Regions from separate parts of the Triticum aestivum genome. Here region 1 is linked to region 2. Evidence: chromatin contacts called from public Hi-C data. All regions are on one chromosome and are shown on one strand. Each heading gives the region's core, a stretch centred on a gene start, on an enhancer-like site or on the middle of the called end of the contact. The rest is flanking DNA. Distances are from core to core; before and after follow the strand shown. Region 1 holds the start of LOC123113679 (U3 small nucleolar RNA-associated protein 18 homolog). Region 2 has its middle 170 kb from the start of LOC123113676.

Region 1 (2,700 bases), core at 86-2,585, 320 kb after region 2:
TTCTCCTCACGCCCAGTCAAGGGTCCAATCTTACTAACAGCAGCTTTCACCAGATCAAATGAGTAGAAGAACTTCCTCCTGCCGGAAAGGATCACCTCAGAGCCATCAGGTAGAAAGGCCGCCTTCTGAATTGGACAGTCCTCGACAAATATGCTCTGGATCTTGGGGTTTCTCTTGCCGTCAATCTGGAAAAACCTCAGATGCTTGTCCAGGCCTGCAACAAGCATCAACTGACCATTCCTATGAAACTGCACTGAATTGATAGGACCACTGGAAGGATCCTGAGCATTCACATCAACAAGCCTTGAGTAGTCCAACATGCCAGGCAGGAGCTTAGCAGTGCCCTTGACGACAAGTTCATCATTGCTCCGAAGCATATTGTCGACTCCACCTTCTTCCTCATTGGAGTCACCGTCACGGAGAGGAGCCTTACGGTCCATATCCGCCCAGCCAGTGAAGGGGTTAAGCTTGGCGTGGTGACCGCGCAGCCGAGCCTCATACTCCTTGCCCGAGATCACGCGCTCATCAGCCTCCTTCCTCAGCTTCCTCAGCCTGGCAACCTTCAGGATGTCCACCTCGGTGCTATCCTCCTCCTCATCCACCCAGGCGGGCTTCCTCCCCTTATCAACCACCTCATCCTCACTGCCCAGATCCTCCTCATAAACAGGCAGGTCGTCGCCGGCAGACCGGTCCACGAAGAACAAGGGAGCATCATCATCCTGGTCACGAGCCGGCACGGCAGCCCCGGCCTCGGTGCCGAACTCCAGCGGTGTGTAGATGTTGCCAAACAGAGAGCTCTCCAGCCGCCTCATCTCATCGGCCTCCTGGCCCTGCCTGGCCTGCAGCGCCTTCTTCTTCCTCTTCCGGTCCTTCCTGCGATCCTCCGGCCTGGGCTTCTTCCCGGCCTCTGCATCCGAAGCGACGGGGGAATCCATGGTCTCTTCATCGCTGCTGCTGTCGTCGTCCTTCTCCAGGCGGCGCTTCTGGAGCGCGTTCTGGGATATCAGGCTCGTCATGGCGCAGCGAATCCTGCGGCGAACACCGGCGGATTAGACGGTGCTACCAATCCCAGCCACAAATGTGCAGTTTAGAATCAGGGGGCGGATCCGCGAGCTGTGAAGGACAGCGGGGTTGCACAAATCGCTGGAAGGAAACAGGACAGCGAGCTTCGTACCTCGGAAGTCAGCGGCCAAGGACTGCGGACGGTGTGGCGACGGCGACGGCGGCGGTGCGGGAGAGGCCGTGGTGATTGGGGAGGGGAGTGGGGGTTTGGGGTGTCGACGGTGACGGCGGCGGCGGTACAGCGGGGGGTTTGGAGAGATTTTAGGGCTATCGACTGCGACCTGGCAGGCCGCTTGCCCAGATTCGGCCACAAACAAGCCCGCCACCTGCCCACCGCAGCCCAGCCCATCAGGGCCTAAAAAAAACTAGTATCCTAAAAAAAAGAATAAATGAGCACTACTCCATAGGGAGGACAAAAAAGAAGGAACTGTCACCTTGCGCTCTCACCGCCTCTCCCAGCGCCGCCGCCCGCCCGCCGCCTCTCCCGCCGGCCACCGCGTCGATCCCGCCGTCCGCCACCCGTGCCTGCCTCCACCGCGCCCTTTCCCGAACCTTCACCGGCGTTCGCCAACCTCCGCCGAGCGCCTTGGCCCTGCCCTAGCCCTTCCCGAATCCGGACGACTGACGGCGGCGCTCCGGTCAGGCGCCGGGAGAGATGGTGAGTCCCCTATCATCTGTTGCTTCACATCAAGCTTCTCCTCCCCCAATACGGCCGTTCTTCGGAGGACGGGGGAGTTGCGGCGTTATATGATCCAGTGCCCAAGTGCTAGATCGCACTTCATCAAATTCCACAGATAATTATCCCGTCAAGATCATCGTTCCTTTTGCAATTGTACTATTGTTTCGTTGTTATGTGCAAATTTTCTGTTGGAAGTTGGAACTTTGGAGTATTTGGGACATGTTTTCTTCACTGACATCTTGTAGATTGTAGTGCTGTACTGCTGTACAGTACTTGTTTAGGATGTGATTGGTTTGTTTTTAAGACAGTAAAGTTAGCACTAGGGTTTCAATGTACAAAAGACATGCCTTTCTTGCTATGGATTAGTTTCCCTTTCAGTTGGGTATGTTTCCCTGAACCCGGGGATTAGCCCAGTTTGTTCCTTTGTAAGGTTTGTTTACATGGCTTGTATACGGGCATGGAGCACTATGAGTAAAGCAGATAATTCCCTGACCTCCCTTTGCTCTGGTTGAAGGGGTTAGTACCCCGTTCTTGTCGAGCGCAGCTACAACAACCTTTGAATCCAATCTGCTTGGGCGAAATCCCCAAGAATATTGCAAGGAGTTACATTGTTATTATTTTCAATGACTAGGAACTCTGCTGGTATTTACAAATGTTCTCTGTAATTCAATGGGTGGTTGTGCCATGACCATGACTGTTCTTTTTTTTTTTTTTTGCACTCACAAATTCTTGAAAGGTTTGTTGAGAATACCTCCAGGGACATCAGAGAGGTAGATTGAGAATGACCTTAGATATGCATCTTTCAGATCTCTAAAATATTGTGAAGTCTTGCTGCTGTATCATTGTTTTCACTTCTCATTTGAATCCCATTTTACAGGTTTTACGTACCAGACGGCCGACTGTTGCAATACGTAGTGGTGACGAAGAAGACTTTGATGATGATGGTGATGATGATTACA
Region 2 (2,700 bases), core at 186-2,685:
TTATACATCAGAAACATATTTCATATATATGTTTAGAATTTTCTAAATACATGATTAGCATTTTTAACTAATTATTTTATGTCTAATTATTTCCATACACATTGGTATATATCTAATACTCCCTCGTAAAGAAGTGTAAGTGCATTTAGATCACAACTTTAGTGATCTAAACACTCTTATATTTCTTTACAGAGGGAGTACATTTTTTATAGACATGTTTATTTTTTTCAAATTCTAGATTAACATTTTTTAATACATATCGAACATTTTTAATGGATATAAACATTTTTTAGACACACCGTGTAATTTTTGTATACACCAGGACCATTTTTAATACACATTTAACATTTTTAAAATGCATGATAAATATTTTCTCATACACATTGTATTTGTTTTGTATATATTTTTGGTATACACGTCAAATATCTTTGTATACACATTTAAGATTTTCAAATGCATGATTAGCATTTTTCAAATATTTTCTTAAAATTTATGAAATACATGATCAACTCTTTAAATGTATATTGTATATTTATTGTTTACATTTTTCGTATACATGAGAAATGTTTTCTCTGTACACATTTAAAAAAATTAATGCTTGGTTAACTCTTTAAATGCTCGGCGCGCTGGGCCAGCCCATTTAGATCAAGTATAATAAGCTTATGTAAGCAGACTGTAAGGGTTAAAACATTATTTTTTTTGCTGACATTGAGAGGAGAGGAGAGGAGAGAGAAGAGCAGCCGACTACAGAATAAGAGCCAGCTGTAGCACGTGCTCCTAGGCATTATTTGAGAGTGAAAGGTGGGTCATTTATTAATGAAGTAGCACATCTTTGTATCTTACTATTATATTTGAAGGCTACAAAGATTGGCTATAGATTACATGACAATGTCATATGGCCATCAGTTGGTTGTACTATTAACCATGCTCTTAGGCAGGTGTCTGACGCGAGCGCAACCTACATCCCGCTACAACCAACCTATGTCGGACTGCCGGGTCGTGGTAGATGGCATTCATAAGAACACGAAGGCACACATGCTAGCACACATTTAGAGAGATTAGATCTACTATTAGCCAGTTCGAAGGAAGAGGCACAAATAAATATTGTTGATTAATAAAGTGTGTTTAGACTTAAAAAAAAGCAAGACATAGGTCTGCCCGATATTTCATGGCCCTGCTGCCGGCCTATCTTGCAATCTCGTTTTGCTCGCCCCATGGCCCGATATCAATCCATATTGTTTCTTATCCTTAACCGGGTAGAGAGGCCCACGAAAGTTGCGATCGGAAAAAGGAATACACGTCCAAGATTGAAAAAAAAACACTAGGTCGTGGTGGGCACGTCGCTCTCCAGTGTGAGTCCAGCCAGAAGAGCAAGCAGCGACGCGGCACAATGCCGTGCAGTGTCGTCTCGCAATCACAACCCCACGGTGTCGGTCGCCGTCATCCAGTCACGCGCCGCGCATGCAATGCCGGAGCCCTGGCTTCCCCGACCGTCCCTCTCCGAGACATCGAACTCGCAATTGACGTCACGGCGGACGTAAATTTGCCCGTTGGCCTCCATGTACAGCACTGTCACTTCACCTGTGTAGGTGTAGCTCAAGTTCCTTTCCTGTCTGCGATCACAGGGCAACGACGTGGACGCTCGCACCGCATGTGTAGTCCGCCTGATCACGCGATGCTCATTTTGTTGATGATATTCAGAGGAAGTTCAAGATGGACATAGCAGGCAGGCAGAAAGACTCTGAGGGGAACCACCACGGGTCGGCCCTCGGCCGGGGCGTGCAGCATGCGCATCATTTGGAGGTTCTCCGGCCCAATGGGAGCGAGGGACGCAAAGCACTCACTCATGCTGCGTGCACATGTCCCTTTTAACCTTTGCTTCTTGGGTGCAAGTGAGAGATCATTCGGAGGTGCGCCGTGGTGCAACCCCTTTCAGCACGCATGCAGCAAGGTTACCTCAACAAGCAAGTTTGCTTCAGCTTTATTCCATTGCATTTGCATGTTTCACGGATGTTCTGAGCCGTAAGTACCGGTCTTTGTGCATGGCGCCGTTCATAATGCTAAAAATGGTTACTTAGCAAAATGATGCAAGAGACTGCCCGCGGATCGATCGTCTCTCCTCCCCTACCTGCCTACTTAGGAGTAGATTTCAAGTTGTAGCTAGATGCTTATTATTGTACTACGAAAAACACAGAATTAGGTAGCCGTGTCAATCTTGAGATAAGATTGGGGAAAGAAAGGGAGGCACTCGCAGCCAGCTCGCTCAGACACGACCGAGAAAAGGGAGGGACGACACAAATGATGAAGTTGGACACAAGCAAACCCTGTTCACCTCTCAACCACCACCCAAATCCCTACTCCATCAACCACTAATTAAGCACCACACTTGGTTTCTTAATCTGTCCAAACACATGGCACCAAAGCCATTGCTTTCTTACGGTGCCAAGATATTGCACCTAGCCAGCCTTTTTTTAGTGGATAAATATTGCACCTAGCTAAAGTGAAGGTTTCAGGTAGTACATTGAGTGGTGAGTAGTGAGGCTAGTACTTACTGGGTCCAACCTTTTGGGCCCCTTTGTCCCTCTCTACCATACGGAGTGGTTATTTATTGTGACACTGAAGTATGAAATGAGCCCTTCGAATGCATGGCGTTCGGCGTTCCACGCAAGGCCGAGGATATGCATCAGGACGGCATTGGCG

The links. A called contact is a pair of places that touch in the nucleus more often than the background predicts.
Region 1: a contact with region 2 is called in a Hi-C map of leaf, with 2.5 times the contacts expected there. The contact joins the promoter of LOC123113679 here to the enhancer-like site in region 2. A contact is called at or near these places in 2 of 5 Hi-C or Micro-C datasets (both in leaf).

Annotation. Positions count from the first base shown.
Region 1 is chr5B:619,572,353-619,575,052 of IWGSC CS RefSeq v2.1, forward strand. LOC123113679 (U3 small nucleolar RNA-associated protein 18 homolog) reads right to left here and starts at 1,336. Exons shown (of 2, transcript XM_044534982.1): 1 at 1,175-1,336; 2 at 1-1,029. The coding sequence starts at 1,016. LOC123113678 reads left to right here and starts at 1,456. Exons shown (of 7, transcript XM_044534981.1): 1 at 1,456-1,720; 2 at 2,619-2,700. The coding sequence starts at 1,718.
Region 2 is chr5B:619,248,761-619,251,460 of IWGSC CS RefSeq v2.1, forward strand. No RefSeq gene overlaps it. Among protein-coding and RNA genes, the nearest start is that of LOC123113676, 170 kb to the left of the region's middle. Within about 2 kb of position 1,436, at least 3 of the 8 cell types and tissues checked have an H3K27ac peak or open chromatin away from gene starts, as enhancers often do. A contact at or near this core is called in leaf, where this site is marked.